Regions from separate parts of the Sus scrofa genome. Here region 1 is linked to region 2. The links are chromatin contacts, called in public Hi-C maps. All regions are on one chromosome and are shown on one strand. The core of a region is the stretch at or near the end of the contact, and the rest is flanking DNA. Distances in the headings are between cores, read along the strand shown. Region 1 holds the start of ACBD4 (acyl-CoA-binding domain-containing protein 4). Region 2 holds the start of FMNL1 (formin-like protein 1).

Evidence for each region. Hi-C and Micro-C count contacts between places; a contact is called where the count stands out from the background.
Region 1: a Hi-C map of fetal liver shows a contact between it and region 2, with 1.9 times the contacts expected there. The contact joins the promoter of ACBD4 here to the promoter of FMNL1 in region 2. A contact is called at or near these places in 4 of 5 promoter capture datasets (fetal liver, fetal skeletal muscle and liver), 26 of 47 Hi-C or Micro-C datasets (adipose tissue, alveolar macrophages, blood and 12 more) and 2 of 2 datasets of contacts at active chromatin or transcription factors (alveolar macrophages and skeletal muscle).

What each region holds. Positions count from the first base shown.
Region 1 is chr12:18,280,242-18,283,085 of Sscrofa11.1, reverse strand. ACBD4 (acyl-CoA-binding domain-containing protein 4) reads left to right here and starts at 1,447. Exons shown (of 10, transcript XM_003358011.4): 1 at 1,447-2,844. PLCD3 (1-phosphatidylinositol 4,5-bisphosphate phosphodiesterase delta-3) reads right to left here and starts at 1,579. Exons shown (of 15, transcript XM_003131325.4): 1 at 1,059-1,579. The coding sequence starts at 1,209.
Region 2 is chr12:18,224,139-18,227,272 of Sscrofa11.1, reverse strand. It overlaps FMNL1 (formin-like protein 1), which reads left to right and starts at 1,652. Exons shown (of 26, transcript XM_021066841.1): 1 at 1,652-2,343. The coding sequence starts at 2,215. LOC110255993 (a long non-coding RNA gene) reads right to left here and starts at 1,668. Exons shown (of 3, transcript XR_002337084.1): 1 at 922-1,668; 2 at 302-369.

The DNA.
Region 1 (2,844 bases), core at 198-2,697, 56 kb before region 2:
TAACCAGAGCTGTAGCCACCGGCCTATGCCAGAGTCACAGCAACATGGGATCTGAGCCTCGTCTACAACCCACACTACAGCTCACGGCAACGCCGGATCCTTAACCCACTGAGTGAGGTCAGGGATCGAACCCGCAACCTCATGGTTCCTAGTCGGATTTGTTAACCACTGAGCCACGACAGGAACTCCAGCTTTACAGTACTTTACATCGCACAAAATAATCTCACAATACACACCCCATTCAAGGTCTCAACTCCCCCGTCAGTCCCGCTTTGCCCAGACTCAGAGAGGGTACCAGAGGCAGTGTGGGGGGCATGCCAAGCTTTGCCCTTTGGTAAAGGCTGTGTGGCCATAGACAAATTCCTTGCCTTCTCTGAGTCAGTGTCCTCCCCTGTAAAACGAGGGTCACACCACCTACCTCTCAGGCAGGGGAAGGCTGAAGGTCACCACATCTGTAACCACCCAGGGCCACCTGGGTCTGGGGGATGCTTAACAAACCACAGTTACATTCCTTTCCCCCCAGTGACTTCCCCCAAATCTGAGAGGGCAGCTCTGGCTTTCTGACGCCACAGGTCAGTGTTCTCACCAGTTAGACCAGTCCTACCAGTGCTGTGTGGCTGCTCTGACCCCAGTGGGGGCTGCAGGACTGGAGGGCTGGCTTGAGATGTCAGCCTCTTCTACAATTTTCACGCCTTCCTAAGGGGGCCAAGAACCCAGGATTGGGGAGCACAGGGTTGGGGAGGGGGTGAGGGACACCACCTCAAGCCTGTCACTCCCACTCCGCTCTCCTGGCCTTTTGGGACCCCAGTCCGCGTCGCTCGCCCAAACTCCCACTCCACACGCCCCGCGGGCGCCTCCTGGTGGGAACAGACCTGGGAACCTCGGGTGACCCCAGGTGCGACCCCCGGCCGGAACGGGGCTGGCGTTCCCTCTCTCGCCAGACCCCCACAGCCCCACTGGGAGGCCCACGAACGGCTCCCCGGAACACCCCGACCCTCCCAGCTTGCGCCCCCCGGGCCATCCGCGCCCTCCCAGAGCCGCCCCGGCCGCTCACTGACCCATCTTCTTCAACGCCCGCAGCCCGGGCCTCTTGGTGCCGCCGTCCTGGGGCGCGGGCGGGGACGGGAGCGCGACGGGCGCTGCGACCTGGGCCGGCACGGGGGGCTCCTCTGGCCGCCGGTGGCGGCTCCTCCAGAGGCCGCACAGCATGGCTCGGGGGTGGTGGGGGGACCGGGGCCGGGCCCCGGGACTCTGCGTGCGGTGCCGAGTAGAGAAACTTAGCGGCGCCAGGAGGGAATCGGGAGGAGGAGGTGTCGGGAGGAGGGAGAGAGGGAGGGGCGAGGGTCAAGGAAGGAGGGGCCGGGAGGGACGGGGCGGGGCCAGGACGGCGCCGGGGGGCGGGGGGGCGCGAGGCTGCGGGGCGTGGGGGGTGCGAGGCTGCGGCGCGAGGGGGGCGGTGACCCCGGGCGGGGATCTGTGCCCCAGCGGAGGTGTGCGGAGGGAGCCCGGTCCGCGCCCCGGAGTCCCTGCGTTCGCCCCCAGCTCCTGAATCCGCCTCCCCATTCTCCGATCGGTCTTCGAATCCCGGTCCTATCCCAGTCCCGAGCTCCTTGGTGCGGGGGAAGCGGCGGAAGGGGCCTGAGCTGCCCTCAGTACAGACGGAGGACCTTTCTCCACCCTCCCCTTCCCCGACCCACCCGAGAAAGGAGCCAGACTGGGTTCGGGGTCTGTGGGCGGGCTCGCCCAGGGCCTAGGGTTCGAGGGCCCACAAAGAGGATAGAACCCCAGGAGCTGAGCGGGGCGACAGGGTGCAAAGGCCCGAACCGGAGCGGGGGCAGCGGGAACTGACGGGAGAGGTGGAGGGAGGAGGGCTCCGGCTGTGACATCATAGGATTAACCCTCTCCGCGCCCGGCCACTTGCTGCCCCCAAAGGGGTAGAAGGCTCGAAGATGACTGGTCTGGAGAAGGTGGGCGTTAAGTCTGGAGTCCTCGGCAGAATCTCGGTTCTGGGGACCGAGGCTTGAACCGTTTGGCACCCCCACTGGGTGTTTGAGAGTACCCGGACGGCCACCGCACGTTACACAGATGTCCGCGACATCAAGCTGTGGATGAGCGTCGAGTGCGGATTCTGGTGACAGTGTCATGCGCGCACTTACTACCTATGAAACCACCAGCGTGTTTGTGCACGGAGGGCGGTATCTGCGTTTCCTGCAGCAAGAGCCCTGAGGGGCAGAGAGCTGGGTGCACACTGCCACTTGGCGGCTGCCGGAAGCGTGGCATCCCCAAAATAAAAGTTTCTCAGGACCTAGATTTGCCACCTGCTGCTCTACTTCAATCTCAGATAGCCCGGGCCGACCCAGAGTTTCCGTCCGTGCTGGCTCGAGTCTCCACATCTCTCTGGATATTCTTTCTGAATATTAAGTCTTTACCTCCATATTATTTTTTCTTTTGGCCGCGCCCGCGGGGGGTATAAGTTCCTAGGCCAGGGATCGAACCTGAACCACAGCAGTGACCAAAGCCTCTGCAGTGACAACACCGGATCCTTAACCCGCTGTGTCAAAAGAGAAATGCTTTGTTTTGCGTACTTTTGATCCTGCAATTCCTTCCTTCCAAAACTCAGCTCTAATGGTTCCTCCAGAACCCCTGCCCTCAGGACCTGATTCCCCTTTTTCCTCCCCAGCGCCTGGTGAGTCTTCTGAGGAGCTGAATTGCTCGAATATGCAGGTTCAGGTTCAGCTGGCTACGCCTGTTTCCACCAGGGGGCGCAAGGAGTCAGCGTCCGTTCCCGACGTCCACCAGGGGGCGCTTCCGCCCGTCTCTGGCCCTCCAGGGTTGAGGAGCCAA
Region 2 (3,134 bases), core at 403-2,902:
TTCCTTGCCAGGCTGTGAGCAGCCCAAGGACAGTCTCCGGGAGTGAACACAGTGCGGGGCACACAGTTGGTGTTAAATAAAGGCTTGTTGTTAAATGGAAAGTGATAACCGGTGAGGAGATCAGGGACTAAATTCCTTCAAAAACAAAAAGAAAGAAAGCAAAGGAGAGATCTGAGCTAGTCTCAAGGGCAAGAACTCAAGGGCAAGGACCCAAGAACTCTGCTCTGGGCTGAAGGTGCGGGCAGTGGGCATGGAAGATCACTTTCTTAGCACATCCAAGGAGTATCTTGCTGTGTCTTACCTTACGGGTCCCTGGTTGGGACACGGAATAAGTGATCACATCTCTCGCCCACCAGAGGTGCTGGTGACCTTGGCAGAAGAAAGGCTTAAATCAGGTGAGCCTGGGGGAGGGGGCTGGTTCATTCCAGGGCCTTCCTTAAGATTAGATAAACTTCCCAGCTCCTGCTTAAACTCCAGTCAGTGGTTCTGAATTTGAGAGGGAGGGCGGAAAGAAGAGAAGCTATTGGGGAGGGGACACTCATGGTCCTTGCCTGGCTCAGAGAAAAATCCAGGGCTTTGTCCTCCGTGCTTTGGTAGTGCAAGGAAGGACCAGCTGGGGATCCCCACAAATTAAACGGGGAGTGGGAGGAGCAACGGAAAGAGAAAAGCCTCAAATTCAGGCTGGAGATTGTGTCTGGACTTGGGGTTCTGTACTCCCCCCTCCCCAATACTCTTTCATCCTCTGGTCCATCCTGAATGAATGGAAGGCCAGGACTGCAGCTCCACCGCAGTGTAGATTTCGGAGGTGGACAGCAAGGAGGCCTGTTCCAGACCTTTATTAGCTGTGTGCCCTTGGGCAAGTCATTTAGCCACTCTGAGCCTCAGTTTCCCCACCTCTAGAAGGAGATTATCAATACCTACCTTCCCTGGTCATTGTCAGGATGGACGAAAGAAGACCTCTGGAAGCATTTCTGTTATTGCCAGACATCAGAGATTGTTATTCTCCAAGGTGAGCAAGAGGCCACCTTAGGTCCCTGGAGGTGACAGCGTCAAGGAGATTTTTTTTTTTCCCTCCTTCTTCGGTGCCCGCTCCTTTCCCAGAGTGGATGCTGGCTTTAATCCTCCCGTTCCCCAGCCCCCGCGCTTCTCCTTGAGACCGCCTTGGTGGTACCCAGATTCTCACAGCCTGCCTTCTTCCTTGGGCGCCCCCATTCTAGAAGCACTGGGGATGCCCGCACAGGCGCAGAGTTGGTCCACAGTGAACCAGCTTGCTGGGGTCTCCGCTGGTCTGGATCTGCCCCCCCCACCCGCCCTGCTTTGGGGTTCTTTTTTTGCAGATGGTTCCCTCTCGTCCTCAGCTCGGTTCTGGGCTAAACAGAGGAGGAGAGAAACAAGGGGTGGGGGGCTTGGAAGGGGGTTCCCACCCTCTCCGGCGGGAACCCGAGAGCGGGACGCAGCCCTTGGCGCCGCAACGCCGTACCGTCAGGGGTCTTCAAGCCGCGCTCAGCAGGTGCTGGCAGTCCTGGACTCCGAGGACTGCCCGCTGCGTCCCCCAGGCCGTGACCCCCTTCGCCCAGACCCTTCCAGTCCCCCGGCTCCGAGTGAGCGGGAGCCTACGGTTCTAGGACCCGGAGGCGCCGCGGAGCGCGCCGCCGCCTCTGCCTCGCCTCTGTCGCTCCCGCTCCGGCAGGTGAAGCGGCGCCGGCCGCCCCCTCTGCGGCAGGTGAAGCGGGTCGGCAGCCCCCTCCTAGCCGCGCCATGGCTGCGGCGGACCCCCGGCCGGCGCCCGGCGCCCGCCCCCTCCCTCCAGCCCGCCCCCCTGGGGCAGGGCGCGTAGCAGCGGCGGCGGCGAAATGCGGTTTGCGCGCACGGGGAGCGACAGCAGAAGTTAGAAGATCGCCGAGGGGGGAGCCCGCGCCGCAGCTTCCTGCCCCCGGCCCAGCCCTCTGGCCCCGGCGGCCTGCAGTCTGACTTCCTCCCCACCACCGCAGCTCGCCGCCCTGCTCCTCGGACGGGGCCGCCCCGATGGGACGCCGCGCCCCGGTCCCTGCGCGCCGCTGAGCCGAGAGCCCGCGTCGCCGAGCCCCAGCCGCCGCCGCCGCCGCCGCGAGCCGCTGTCCGCCTCGCCCCCCAGGCCGGGAGCCTCCTCCGTCCTCCCCGGGAAAGCTGGATTTCCGAGGCTGGAGGCGCCTGGCTGGCTGGGTGGGGACCACCATGGGCAACGCGGCCGGCAGTGCGGAGCAGCCCGCGAGCCCCGCCGCGCTGTCCCCCAAGCAGCCCGCGGCGCCCAAGCAGCCGATGCCCGCGGCTGGAGAGCTGGAAGAGAGGTTTAACCGGGTCCTGGTGAGTGTGACCCTCTGTGCGCGGGGCGCGGGAGAGGGGAGAGCAGGGGCTCGGCACGCGTCCCCGCCCCCGGGGGCTCAGGTGCCGCTTGGAGATTGCTGGCGGCCGGGTGTCGGCCCCTCCAGGGGGTGGGAGTGACTTAGCACTCTCCCCCAAAACTTTCTTCTGCAATCGCCCAGTTTCCCTCCCCAGGGCCCCCCTCCCCCATCGCTTCTGGGTCTAAAGGTCTAAACAAAAATGTCCTGTGAGGAAGTTAGGAGTGGAGCACGCAGGGGGGTCCAGGGGCACCCCCTTCCCCATTGCACGCAGGCCCAGCCACTCCGTGCAGGTCTGGAGCATCTGCTGGTGTCTCAGGGTCAAAGACAGAAGGGATTAGTTGCGGTTTAACCACCTGGGAGCTGGAAACTGAGTAGAGGTGTTTGATCCTGATTTGCTGGGAGCTGGGTTGTCAGATCATGCACAGGGGCTGCCTGTGTTTCTCCCTCCCTGTCTGTGGGGGAGAGGTTGTCTGTGGGTCCTTAGCTTACCAATCCCTTCCTACCCACGGAGGGGTTAAGGTTAGGAAGGGCGGGGTCAGGGTGGGTTGGTCTGTCTGGCTTGGGGTGGAGCAAGAGTCTGGAAGCCCCTCTCCCGCTTTGTCACCTGCTCCAGGGGCTTGGGGACTAGTTCTCCGGGGAGGAAGCCATCAGCTCAGGCTGAACCTGAAGGCGGTTCGGATGACTGGGGGCTCCAGAGCAAAGTCCGGGTTCCCTAAGACCTGGTGGAAGAAAGGGGAGGGGGGGCCGGGCGGA